Regions from separate parts of the Gossypium hirsutum genome. Here regions 2 and 3 are each linked to region 1. A link is a contact called in public Hi-C data. All regions are on one chromosome and are shown on one strand. The core of a region is the stretch at or near the end of the contact, and the rest is flanking DNA. Distances in the headings are between cores, read along the strand shown. Region 1 holds the start of LOC107952043 (protein DOWNSTREAM OF FLC). Region 2 holds the start of LOC107951438 (mitogen-activated protein kinase kinase kinase 1). Region 3 holds the start of LOC107944593 (transmembrane protein 135 homolog).

Evidence for each region. Hi-C and Micro-C count contacts between places; a contact is called where the count stands out from the background.
Region 2: a contact with region 1 is called in a Hi-C map of leaf, with 4 times the contacts expected there. The contact joins the promoter of LOC107951438 here to the promoter of LOC107952043 in region 1. A contact is called at or near these places in 2 of 34 Hi-C or Micro-C datasets (both in leaf).
Region 3: a contact with region 1 is called in a Hi-C map of leaf, with 2.8 times the contacts expected there. The contact joins the promoter of LOC107944593 here to the promoter of LOC107952043 in region 1. A contact is called at or near these places in 8 of 34 Hi-C or Micro-C datasets (anther, callus, leaf and 2 more).

What each region holds. Positions count from the first base shown.
Region 1 is chrA02:15,955,582-15,959,784 of Gossypium_hirsutum_v2.1, reverse strand. It overlaps LOC107952043 (protein DOWNSTREAM OF FLC), which reads right to left and starts at 2,110. Exons shown (of 2, transcript XM_016887284.2): 1 at 1,467-2,110; 2 at 509-996. The coding sequence starts at 1,620. The coding sequence ends at 665. It also overlaps the pseudogene LOC107952044.
Region 2 is chrA02:15,268,849-15,273,051 of Gossypium_hirsutum_v2.1, reverse strand. It overlaps LOC107951438 (mitogen-activated protein kinase kinase kinase 1), which reads left to right and starts at 2,429. Exons shown (of 9, transcript XM_041085349.1): 1 at 2,429-3,645. The coding sequence starts at 2,639.
Region 3 is chrA02:16,510,563-16,514,765 of Gossypium_hirsutum_v2.1, reverse strand. LOC107944593 (transmembrane protein 135 homolog) reads right to left here and starts at 2,353. Exons shown (of 8, transcript XM_041085490.1): 1 at 2,151-2,353; 2 at 1,916-2,056; 3 at 1,592-1,819; 4 at 672-879. The coding sequence starts at 2,353.

The DNA.
Region 1 (4,203 bases), core at 861-3,360:
CATGAGAATGCGACCTGAACCTTCGTCCAGCTATCCCGGACGCACCTACAGATTTTACCAAGGACCGAAGGCTTTTGAATTTGGTTATGGTCTTAGCTACTCGAACTATACTTACGAAATTCTCCCTGTAACACAAAACAAGGTCCATATAATGGTTTAGAGCTCAAATCCTAACAGGTACATGCCTGTTTCAGAGATGGGAGCCGAAGCTTGTGAAAAAATGAAGTACACAGTCAAGGTTCGAGTTAAAAACCATGGCGAGATGGCCGGTAAGCATCCAATGTTGCTATTTGTGAGGCAACCAAAGATGGTCAATGGGAGGCCAGTAAAACAATTAGTTGCATTCCAGAGTGTTAACCTGAACGCAGGGGAAAGAGCTGAAGTTGAATTTGAGTTGAGGCCATGTGAGCATCTTAGCTCAGCCAAGAAAGATGGTTCGATGGTGATTGAAGAAGGGTCTTATTTATTGAGCATTGAAGACAAACAATCAGAGATTCAAGTTGTTAAATGATAGAAGCCATAGCTTAGGTTTATATAATTGGCAATAGAATTTGAAAGAAAAATAAGTTATAGAAGTCCTCTAACGTAGAAATAACGAAGCAATTCACATAACAAATAGCAGACAACATCACATTTCATATGCAAATAAATCCAAACCCACACACTAGACATCCTCCTCATCCTCCCGATACATCTTCATCATCTCAGCACAGCCAACTTCAGCCTTGTCAACCATGAAGCCCATGCTATTGGCATAACGGGTGGTGGATGAAATGCCATTGGAGTTGGTCAAGATAACACGGGCACGTTCACGACCGGGGGACATTGTGGCACATCCAAGCTGGGGGCTCTTCACAAGAACTGCATCACAGATCTGATCCAAGTGATCCTCGGATACACGAATCTGGTATTTTCCGGTTTTGTCGGTATATCCCTCCTTCTCGAAAACAACTCCGCCGGTCTTCCTGTCGGAGCATACCAGCTTAACCATGGCATCTACAAAGCACATGATATCAGTATACCAAGATTCAGAACCAAATACGACAAATTTACCAATATTAAACATCACATAGATCAGACAAGGGGAAAGAAGGATCCAGGCAACACAGCCATTAAACAATACACAACATCCTGTTCCATGTCCAAGAACCAACATTTTTGGGTTTATAAATCTATGAGCAAAATTATCATCTTAAACCTTAAATTTTCCCCCTTTCTATTAAAATTTGCATCTTTGAACCGCCTACTGATCCAGTCCAACATGTCATGGTTGTTCCCATTATTTTATGTTTACACACCCTTTCATTCACTGTCACTCAATGTAACATCAAAACCTACAAACTACTTCACAGATCTACCACTTTAAAACCTAGAACACCAGATCTAACAATGTCACCAACATATACACAAAAGCCAACATAGCAAAACGTAGATTAAGATTAAAGTATGTTAGAAATGGAATTTACCAGCTAGCCTTCTAGTCTTAGGGGTTTCAAAACCAGCACGGCAAGTATCACAGTACACATAGCCTTCAACCACCAATTGGTTATTCAGAATGCGTGTAGCACTAACCAAAGCTGGAAGCACACATAGAGCAATGAACAACAGAACTTTGGCCATGTTTTTTTGCTTCTTTTTTTTTTTGTTTGTTCTTGAACAATGTAATGAAGAAATGGGAAGAAGGTTTAGAGATTAAATCCTTAGAAACAAATCAAAGAAACAAAGGGTAAAGGCTAAAGAGACAGTGATGATGATAAAGTGGGGGTAAGATAAGGAAATTAAATAAAAGTGAAAATTGAATAAGAATAATAATGAAAACTGGCTTAGCCGCGTTGAGGAGTATATTCGTGTGTGGTGGATAAGCTGTATGAGCTGCTGGTTTGGGATGCCACGTCAAAACGGTGGTGTTGATTTGGTAATTTTGATGGAAAACAAGGGTGTTTTGGCAAATGGGAGTGATGAGTTTGATGACGTGGCGATTTATTAGTGGCAAGTTGAAGGGCAGAGTGGAGATATGGAGCGTAGAGGATAGAACACGGGTCCTAATTGATTGCAGCTGGCAGTTGTCGGTGGTCACATGGGGGGCTGTTTGAGAAGGTTGGCAGAGCAAGCAAAGCGGGAACGGTGCCGCATCACATGAATCCTATAATTAACGGTACCAATTATGTGAGATTTTTTATTAATTAAATAAAGAAAAATAGAGAAAGAGGTCACTCAAGATTTCAGTTTTTCAATTTCATCATATAATAACTAAACCTTTTCGTAATAAACTTGTTTCAACATGCTTAAATAAAGACTTCACTAATTATAGATGGAGAATTCACTAATTTGATTGAAATGTGTTACGGAGGATATGAAAAATATTTTTAAATTTTTGTAATTTTCTGAATTTTTTTATTAAATATATATTTATGAAAACCTAAATAAAAAGTAAATGGAAAATGTCTCAAAACATTAGAAAATAAGACCCAAATAAGTTTAAAATTCAATATTCCTAGGCTTCAATTTCAATTGCAGCTGAAAATTAAAAAGAAACCCAACTTCTCAATGTTTCAAATTAACATTTAATTCGAAATTAAATTGAATTTGAAAATTTTTCAATACCAAATTGAAATGTTTAGTTTAGTATTAATTCAAATATATTTATCATAAAATATTAATTTTGATCCCAATGAAATTTGGTGTTTATAAATTTTATTATTTTATTATATTAAGTGACGATATAATACATCATTAATTCTCTTGGATATCGCTTTAATCACCTATACATTGCACATTATTTTATTATTGGTGACAATAAAAATGATCAAATACAAAATCTTATATCATTACGTGACTCAACTAGTTATCACCGTATACGAATTATATTATGACATTATATTTTGTTGTCATCATATTCTTAATAATATGTTATGAATAAAAATACGTCTCTTTTAACCTTTAATGACACACTTAACGTGACGAATGCCATGATGACAAATTTGCATCACCAAATGCAAATAATGACATAAATGTAATTTTCAACGACAATTTTTAAATGCCACTAATGAGCAAATTTGTTGTATTGAATTATGACCACAAAACATATACATGTCTTATACTTCTTGCAGATACAAAAGAACATCTTAATATAGTTGGAGGATTCAAACGATAATTCCAAGTAGAGCGAATGAGGTAAATTCATCTTCTATTGAAAGTCATCTTGATAAGCTAATTTCACTCGTTGAACAATTAGTTTTAGGAAATAGTCAACATGTTACAGCATGTGGTATATGCGCTATTTATGGCCACCAAATTGATTCATGCCCTATACTTCTTAAAGATGCAAACAAAAATGCCAATACAATTGTAGGATTTCTCGATTGGCCACAATGGAGATATGACCCCTATGTCAATACTTACAATCATAGATGAAGGTATTATGTAATAGTATGTTTTTCAGTGGTGTTGAAAAACGGTTATTTTGGAACCCATTTCTGATGTTCGAGCTTGTAAATATTGTTATTTAATATTTACGAGGTTAGAATAAAGGTTAACTGAATTTTGGTCCCTTAATTTTGTTAAATGGATAATTAATTAAGATACAATGACTAATTTGTAAAAGTGATCAAAGTTAATTTCTTTCTAATTAATCCAAGGACCACTTGAACAAATGGACCCTTCAAATTACTCCAAATAGTGGTGGCGGATAGCTAGAATCCACTAACTTTGCTAATTGTGATTAAATCCTAATTAATTAAGATTTAATTAATTAATTATGTTTAATTAAAAGTTAAACTATGTATAAAAGTTAAATTAAAAGAAAATGTTAGCTCAATTAATCAATCCAAAATCGCCAAGAGGGAGGTAAATTGGCTTCTAAAAAATTGTGGAAGCTTGAAAGAAAAAAAAATTAGAACAATTGAACATAACGATTTAGAGTGGTTCGACCCTAATTGCCTATTCCACTACCTTAGCTTTCCACTGCTAAGGATTTTCTCAAATTCATTAATTTGATTAACTTTTGAGGGCAAGGTTTAACCTTACAACTCCCTTAAAGTTTTTACCCAAACCTTAAGATATAACCTCTTAAAGAGTGAAACAAATAAGCAAACTAAGAATTAATCCTTACAAGATTGAATTGTTTGCCAATTGAGCACAAATGAAAAAAGAAAACACTTAGGCTAAATGAATAACAATGAAAACTTATAAGTGTGTATAAGA
Region 2 (4,203 bases), core at 1,180-3,679, 690 kb after region 1:
ATCCACGTCACGAGTGTACTATAATAAAGTAATCTAATATCATTTAAGAGTTTGACTAAACTAATACTCATTTTGATTAAAAAAACCATGTATTTATAAAGTTACACTATTAAAATCTACATATAATGAGATTTGAACTTAAAACCCATATAATATTTAAACTTTCAACTTTACCACTTAAATAAAAATAGAGTTGTTCATGGGTCGGGTCATTCGGCCCCACTCTCGCTCGAAAAATGAGAGAGTTTGGACAAAAATATAGGCCTGTTTAGAAAATGGATTGAGCCTCAGATAAGATTTTTTTGAGTTTGGGTTGGCTCCAATTTTCATTAAAAAAATCCTTATTCTTTCATGTTTTGTTGTTTTCCCACTTTTTGACACAATTTTGCTACCATTTTATTATTATATTATTACTATTTTGTTGTTAATGTTTGGATATTGTATAACACTTGTTTTATTGTTAATTTTGCTACTATTTTAGAGGTATTTGCTTGTTAAGTTGTACTTATCTTATTGTTATTTAAGTACAAATATTTTTTTAATTTATTTTTAATTTGTTAGAAAATTTTTATTTTAATATTTTTAGTATATTTGATATATCATATTTTTTAATTTTTTTATATAAAAACAAAAATTAAAAAATTAATACAAGCAGGCTAGACTTAAACAAATATTTAAACTTATTTTTCAAACTGAGCTAAAGCCAAACTTATCAATCGGACCTAAAATTTTATTACAACTTAACTCAACCTTAAAAAATATGGTATGATGTAAATGTGAATTGAATGAGTTAACTAAAATTTTATAAATAAATCTTGATTCCAATTGAATCAAATTAAAATTAGAGTGGATGGCTCCACTCACATAGCATTACACTAATTCAATTCCAGTAGAGATAGATTTTGTTTTAGAGTATAAATCTCACCATACTCTTAACATTACGCAAATTCACACATTTACCAAGGATAATGACGAATATCCATGTTGGTCTACTTTTGATGCCAGCCGCTGTAGACCATTAACCCCTTTGTTTTTATACACATCTTTCTATATTTGATATCAATTTTTTTTTAAAAAAATTTGATTTTTATTTATAAATTTTGAAGTCAAAATTTTATTTAAAAATATCTAATCTTTGTTCATGAGGTTTAGACACTACACACCTAATCTGGTCAATATAAAATTTAAGATTTATTTTTTAGGTTTAGATTCAGTTTGGTACGAAAAATAAACTTAAAATTATGTTTAAGTTTTATTCAAATTAAAAATACTAAATCTGAATCTAATCTGTCTAGCCCGTATTTATTTTTTAAAATTATTTTTATATAAAAATAAACTTAAAAATATAACACATTAAATACATTAAAATAAATATTTCCTAACAAATTAAAAATACATTAGAAAAGCCTTTATACTTAAAAAACACTAAGATAGTTGTAACTTAGCAAAGTTGCAAATTTAATAATAAAACATGAGTTATACAATATCTAAACAATAATAATAATATAATAGCAATATAATAATAAAATGAAAGCAAAACAATAATGAAACAACCACAAAACAACTAATTCTGACTGGCTCGATCCTGAACAAAAATAATTTTACCTGAAACTTAACTTGTTTAGAGAATTAGTCTTATTTTTTTGTCCAACCCTATTTTTCAAGTTTATATTTTATCTAAATTCTCTTACTTTTCAAATAAGCCCTCGAACTTGGACAAGTGACTCAGACAATGATTAGATTAAAGACACTATTAGCAAAAGCTAAGGCACTAGACCTTAAAAGGTTTGAATCTTATTCTTTCTTTGTTGTATTGTATATTGGTTAAGTTTTATATTACGATTGATCATAAATATATATATATATATATATTTGTATATGTATTATAGTTGTGGGACTTTAAAAAAAAAATTGTAACTCCAACACAATAAATTTGGGTATAAGCTTATTATTCATGTGGCGACAAATTTACGATAAAAGTATTATGAAGATTCTTATATTAGAAATCAAATTATATTTTATATTTTTATTAAAATTTAGATAAATTAATTCTTATACGTTAAATTAAAGAACAATTCAATTTTTTCTATTAAATATTCATCAATTTTTTAATATACAAAATAATCAATTTATTTTTTAATCTAATATATATGATTAATTTACATTTTTTTAAATATAATCAATATCATACAATTAAAATATAAATACAAATATGAGTAACTATAAATATTAAACTATTTCAAATGGACAGTCTAAGCAACTATTCGATTACAAACGGCCTAGTGATTACAATCCAAAATAAAATTTACAAACTGAAGGAGCTAACTGGATAAAAAAGTAATCCTTGGATGCAAAGATTTAAAAATTTCTTGCAAGCGACACGTGGCGACGCGTATAATCTCTTTATTTCTCTCTCTTCCGACGGCGTTTACTAGCCAGCCACTCTGTCTACCATTATCACGTTTTTTTTCTCTCTCTTTAGGTCAGCCGCTTTTCGCTCCCAATTTTTCTCACCTAAATTTTCCCAGGAAAGTTACGGAGAAAAAGAACAAAAGCGTTTCTCTTTCTTAAATTGATATTTTCGGAAACCCTATGCTGCTTTAGCTTTTTTTTTGAATTTTGATGGATTCTGTTCCACATGCATCACTTACCTCGATTCTTTAGCAATAGAGTCGCCATGGACTCGAAAAGGAGCAGAAGAAAACCTAGACTCGAGCGACGCAATGCAGCGAAGGACATCGATTACGATGCGGGCTCGTTTTGTTCGTCTCTCGATGATTCTTCTTCTTCTTCTTCTCCTCTAGTCACACGATCGCTCGATTTGTATCAAACAAGCTTTCGTCTCGAAGGAACCGACGGAGAGCTCGATCGAATTTGTCGGAGCTTGGGCCTTAATGGTCCTGAAGATTTTTCAATCCCGACCGCCGCCTGGGAGGCCCGTAAGATCAGATCGTCGTCGGATCTTCTGCCTCGGTCCAGATTAAACCGGTTGGATAGTCCTAAAGAAGAGACAGCTCTAGTAAAAGGCGGCGCCGGCGCTGAAGTAACAGTAGATGAATTGGCTGAGAGGGTTTTGGCTACTGAGTTGACTCGGAAGGACTCGTCCGAGTCGAAAAGGGAATGCTGCTTTTCTGATAAAATTGCGGTGGATAATACTACGACAACCGAATTGAAGTCAAGCACGTCTTGCGTTTCGAATGTTGTTGTTGGAGGAGGGAATAGTGGAATTAAAGGGGATAAGCCACCGTTTTTAAAGCCACCTCCGGGAATGAAGCTAAAAGCGATCGATAACGGCTGCTCCACCTGGGATCTGTTTAGGGATTTCGGCCCCGATGACGATAGAGGGTGTGCGATTCCGGTTAACTCACATTCGTCTTCCGATGACGAAGAATATAAAAGAGAGGACGGTGGGTTTAATGAGGGAAATACTAAGGAGGAAAATTTAATGAGAATAGGAGACAATGCGGTGCTTTCAGAGTCTTGTTCTTTCACAACTTCGAATGATGATGATTCTTCGAGTACTACAACAGAGCCTATGTCAAATATTTCTCCTAACGGTAGGTTCAAAAGGACAATTACTTATTGGGAGAAAGGTGAGCTTCTGGGAAGTGGATCATTTGGATCGGTTTACGAAGGGATTTCTGAGTAAGTGATTTGATACTCTGCCTATAATATAACATCCATTTTCATTTAGTAGCTTTTGTTGCAAGTTATTTTATCTTTGGGCACCTTATTTTATCTTTTGTTTCAAGCATCTGGGGTTAGGAAGTGTTCTTGGTCTTAGTTAAGCATTTAAGAAAGCGCCTCTGTATGGCTCCTTTCTTCTTTAGAGAGCACCTTCTTACATGTTTGGCTTGATGGATTAAGGATAGTAGCATCTTAGGATTGCTAGATTTCATTTATATGGTGAATTCCAAATGTGACTACTTTTTGGACATCTCATGTTTCTGCGTCTTGAACATGAAGGTTTGATGTATTTTAGCCTGCACTATCATCTGTCTTTAAGTGTTACTTTGTTTTTGTTTTTTATTTTTGCTGCTTGAAGTTTTGCATGATTGGACCTACATTTTTTGTGGGCAATTTGTGAATGGTAGTAAGTCCTGTTTTAGAAATAGATTTTGATTGTCGATTCAAGTATATGTTTTTGGTGGTATTATTTGGTTAGGAACTTGTTCCTTGGAGATATCTTGTTCTGTATATAGA
Region 3 (4,203 bases), core at 1,104-3,603, 550 kb before region 1:
AATAATAAATGATCAGGTTCTCAAATTCGTAGAAGTTGGAAGGCAGTGTCAGGCGGAAAAACAGACCAACTAAAGTCAAGGAGCAAAAAAAAATGCAAAGTTGCACATTCAAGTTCTATTGCTTATGTTTTCAAGTATTTTCATACTCTCTCCTAATTCCAATTTCGTACTTCCTTTTTGTAATTGCTAATAAAGCAGCATGAATGAGAGTTTTTGGCCCAAAAAATGAGCTTTATGAGATATAAAAGGAACAAAGAAATGAAAAGCTGAATGTCACTTCACATTACTTTTCTGAACCTAAACCTTAATACTTAGCTTTCTTCAATTCTTACAAATTATTCTTTTTAACAGGCATCTAACTTGATGTTCATAAAGACAAACTGTCAGGGATGGAAATTGAAGCACTAGCCTTTAATGATCTTACTCAAGATAAGGTCCTAAATAATTAAAGCACAACAGCGAAGCCTTGTTAATAACATGGATGCTACGTAGAGGGAAAATGATTTGTTATTAATGTTTTTGTTCCAAGGGAAGAAAGAAATGCAATTAAACAAGAGTGCATACTGCCAATAACCATATAGCCTATTGGTAGAGTGCTGTACACTTTGAACAAAGTATAGACATTATTGCTACTCGGCAGAACAACAGAAAAGGAGAAAGAAGGATCATACTGAACATGGGATTTTCATATTTGGATCTAATTTAACGTCTGCTCCTTTTGCCTTAAAAAAATTCTCTATTGCTTCCAAATTAGTGTATGGAAGGGCACTTGCATGCTCTTTAACGCCTTGCAGGATGACCTGATCCTTTCCAACATGTTTATTGAGAAATGACCTATACGAAGGGGGAAAACTCTCTGGCTTCAAAAGGTAAGAGGACCTGAAAACATAAATGCTTCCACTTAAAAGATTACACTTTCGAAAAATAATAAATGTACAGTCATCATCTTCTTAGGAAAATTACAGAAAAAAATTTCCCGAGATAGTGTTTTTGGATGCTATTACTTGTACAACTTGTAAAGCCACACAGTTCCATGCAGCCCCTTTTCAAATGATGCCCAAAAACATTTAATTAGCACTTACATTCATTCAAGCAAACATTTTCCCACTTTCTTTTCACATATTTACGCTCTGACCATCTTTTTTAGAGATAAGTATCTAAGTTCATGCTATGAAGCCTAAGATTCAATGAACTTTAAAAACTGGAGATGAAAAGACAAACATTTTCAATTTTGATTGCCAACTTTAACAGGTTGAATGATAAAAAAGGTGCAGAAAAATGAACAACAAAGTCCCTAGGCATGCTGATCAGACTTTCCAGTCATGAATCAATTCTAATATAGTCAGATAATTTTCAGAATGCCTCCAAAATTATACACTACAACACTTTTTTTTCTCTTAAATCTTCCAAACAGGATAGTTTAGAGATTGGTAACTTGATCCAGAAGACGGGAATCCCAGTAGACTTGGTCCTTTAGTCCATGTGGTAAATTCAATAATGACCGAGATTCATTAAGAAGAATTGCAATAAAGTTTAATTAATAGCAAAAAACTAAGCCAACAACCAAGACAACTTAACAAAAGGAACCTACAAAATTTGCGAAGAAGAGAGACACATAAGGAATATGTCACCATGCTTCCATGTAAGAGGTTTACAAAGCTTCCCAAATCGTTTACTCTTCATTCCGCAGCGCGAAGCCAATACGGCAGCTCGCATGAGTATGTATATGGCCAAACTCTTATGTTGTTTATTAGGTCCAGTAAGAAGCATGGAAGGACCTGCAACAAGTCCCGCTATTAACGCCCTCCACTTTGTAGTCCTGAAAAGAAATTCAATAATTCAAATAAATCAAACGCAAGTTAATAATAAGTTCCTTTGTTTGAATGAGGAAAATTAAGATTAAGAAGATCATTGCCTGTTATGTCGCCCAACAGCAACAATAATTTCATCTACAGAAACAAATGTACCCGCAAAAGTACCAAGGAAAAGACCGTATCTAATAGTCTCTTTCATCCCCACAACAATCGCTTCTTTATCAGAAAACGACTCATCTTTCCTACAATCATAATTATTGCCTTAGTAGTATATAACTATAAATAAAGCAAATGAAATTTGAAATCGTCAAATTTATTTGTATAACAATTAGTTACCTTAATTTTTTGCGCCGTAACCGTGCTATAATCGAGAAGAGAGCTAATCCACCTCTAAGGCCAGCCCCGATCGAGAAACCTTTAGCTGAGGCGACGATGAATCTCCGCAACTTCTCCGACTGCGTTAACGGAACCGTACCAATAGCAAGAGCAGAGGAAGAATTTGACGAAGGTTTTGATCCGGCGCAATGCGAGCAAGTCCGTCAACCGAACTTAAATGACCATAATCGGCGGAGTCATCGTTGAAACCACCATTCTCGAGGGACGAAGAGGAGCATCTGCAGGCGCATTTGACGGTTCCGTCAGCAGACGGTGACATGCTGATGATGTGGGGGGCGGAGATAACGAAGCTTCTTGGAAAAGCTAGAGGAAAAACTACGACTGATAAAAAATAATTGGGTGCCGGGCAAATTAGTGAAGAAGGAAACTTTTTAAAAACAATTACCAATTTAGCCGTTTTTTATATTATTTAGGAAAATTAGCTTTATAGAATATTTTTTAAAATTATTACATTTTCTACCCTTGGGTTTCAGATTCGAATCCCCTCCCTTATTTATTTGTTTTTTTAATGAACGTTGCTTGGAGTTTTTTTTTTAATTTATAATTAATGCTTTTAATTAATAAACATGTTATATTAAATTTATTTTTCAGTTTTTATTTATTTTTTATTTATATAGATAAAATAATAAATATGTAATTATATAATGAAAATAATTTTTTATATACGATTATATTAAATATATTTATTTTTAAAATACATCAACTAATTTTCTATATATTATTATATTAAATATATTTTATTTTTTAAAAACATCAATTAATTTTTTTGATATTTTTTTTATATATAATTTTTATGAAAAATATTTATTATTTTGAAATAATTATTTTTATAATATTAAAATTTACAATACTCAAGATATACGTGTAAAAAAAATATTTGACATATAAAAATTATATATAAATAAAAATATATCAAAAAAAGTAGTTGATGTTTAAAAATAAAATATATTTAACATAATAATATATATATATAATTATTTTATTATATAATTATATAATTTTCATTTTATCTATATAAATAAATTGTTAATTAAAATTAAAAATATATTTACTAACTAAAAGTTCAAAAATAAAAATTAAAAATTTAAAAAATAAAAAAATGCTTGAATTATTCAGTAGAAACATAATAAATAAATATGGGAGAAAATTCGAACTTGGGATGGAGGGTAGAAAATATAAGCATGTTAAAGGAAAATGTGTGTGATAAAAAAAACATTTTTTGAACTGTGGTTTTCGGAAGACGCGCTTTTTATCATTTAACTTGTGATTTTCAAAATCCTTAAATAATATAAAAACAGTCTAAATCAATAATTAATTTAAAAAGAACGTCCTGTTTTACTAATTTTGCCTTGGGAGCCGCCTCTTTGGTTGGAAATTGATTATGACAGGATTTGCAGTGCAATACGGTTCATTTACGGACACGTTTCATAATACTTACAATTCTGCAGTTGCTCTCACATTTTCCGCTCATCAAATTCCATAAAATTCATTCGTCATAAAAAAAGTTCCACTGAAGAAATCTCCGTTTACAAGTGGCAAAATTACTTATAGAACCCTGCTTCGTATACCGGAAATTAAATAACCCTTTTGCATAGATTTTAAGCTGATTCACAATAAATTTAAAAGAAAGTCTGTGTTGAAATGGTATCAAAGCTTTTGTCTTCTGTACTCTTACCCAACTACATTGACATGATACCATCCTCTGCTTTTAGGCCTATTATAGTGCGACCTACTAAAGCATGTATGCAGTCAGACATCTAATCAGTGGCTCCCACAAGTTTCACTTAGGTGATTTATAATTTATAAAATTTTAAATTAATAATAATATTATTATATTTTAATCTTTTAAAATTATAAAAATTTAATTAAAATTATAAAGATATAAATTATTAAAATATTAAAATTTTTATTATTATAAAAATATATAATTTAATTTTCAAAAAAATTTCTAATTCTGTCACTGTATCTAATACAGGGTCACTGGAACCACCAA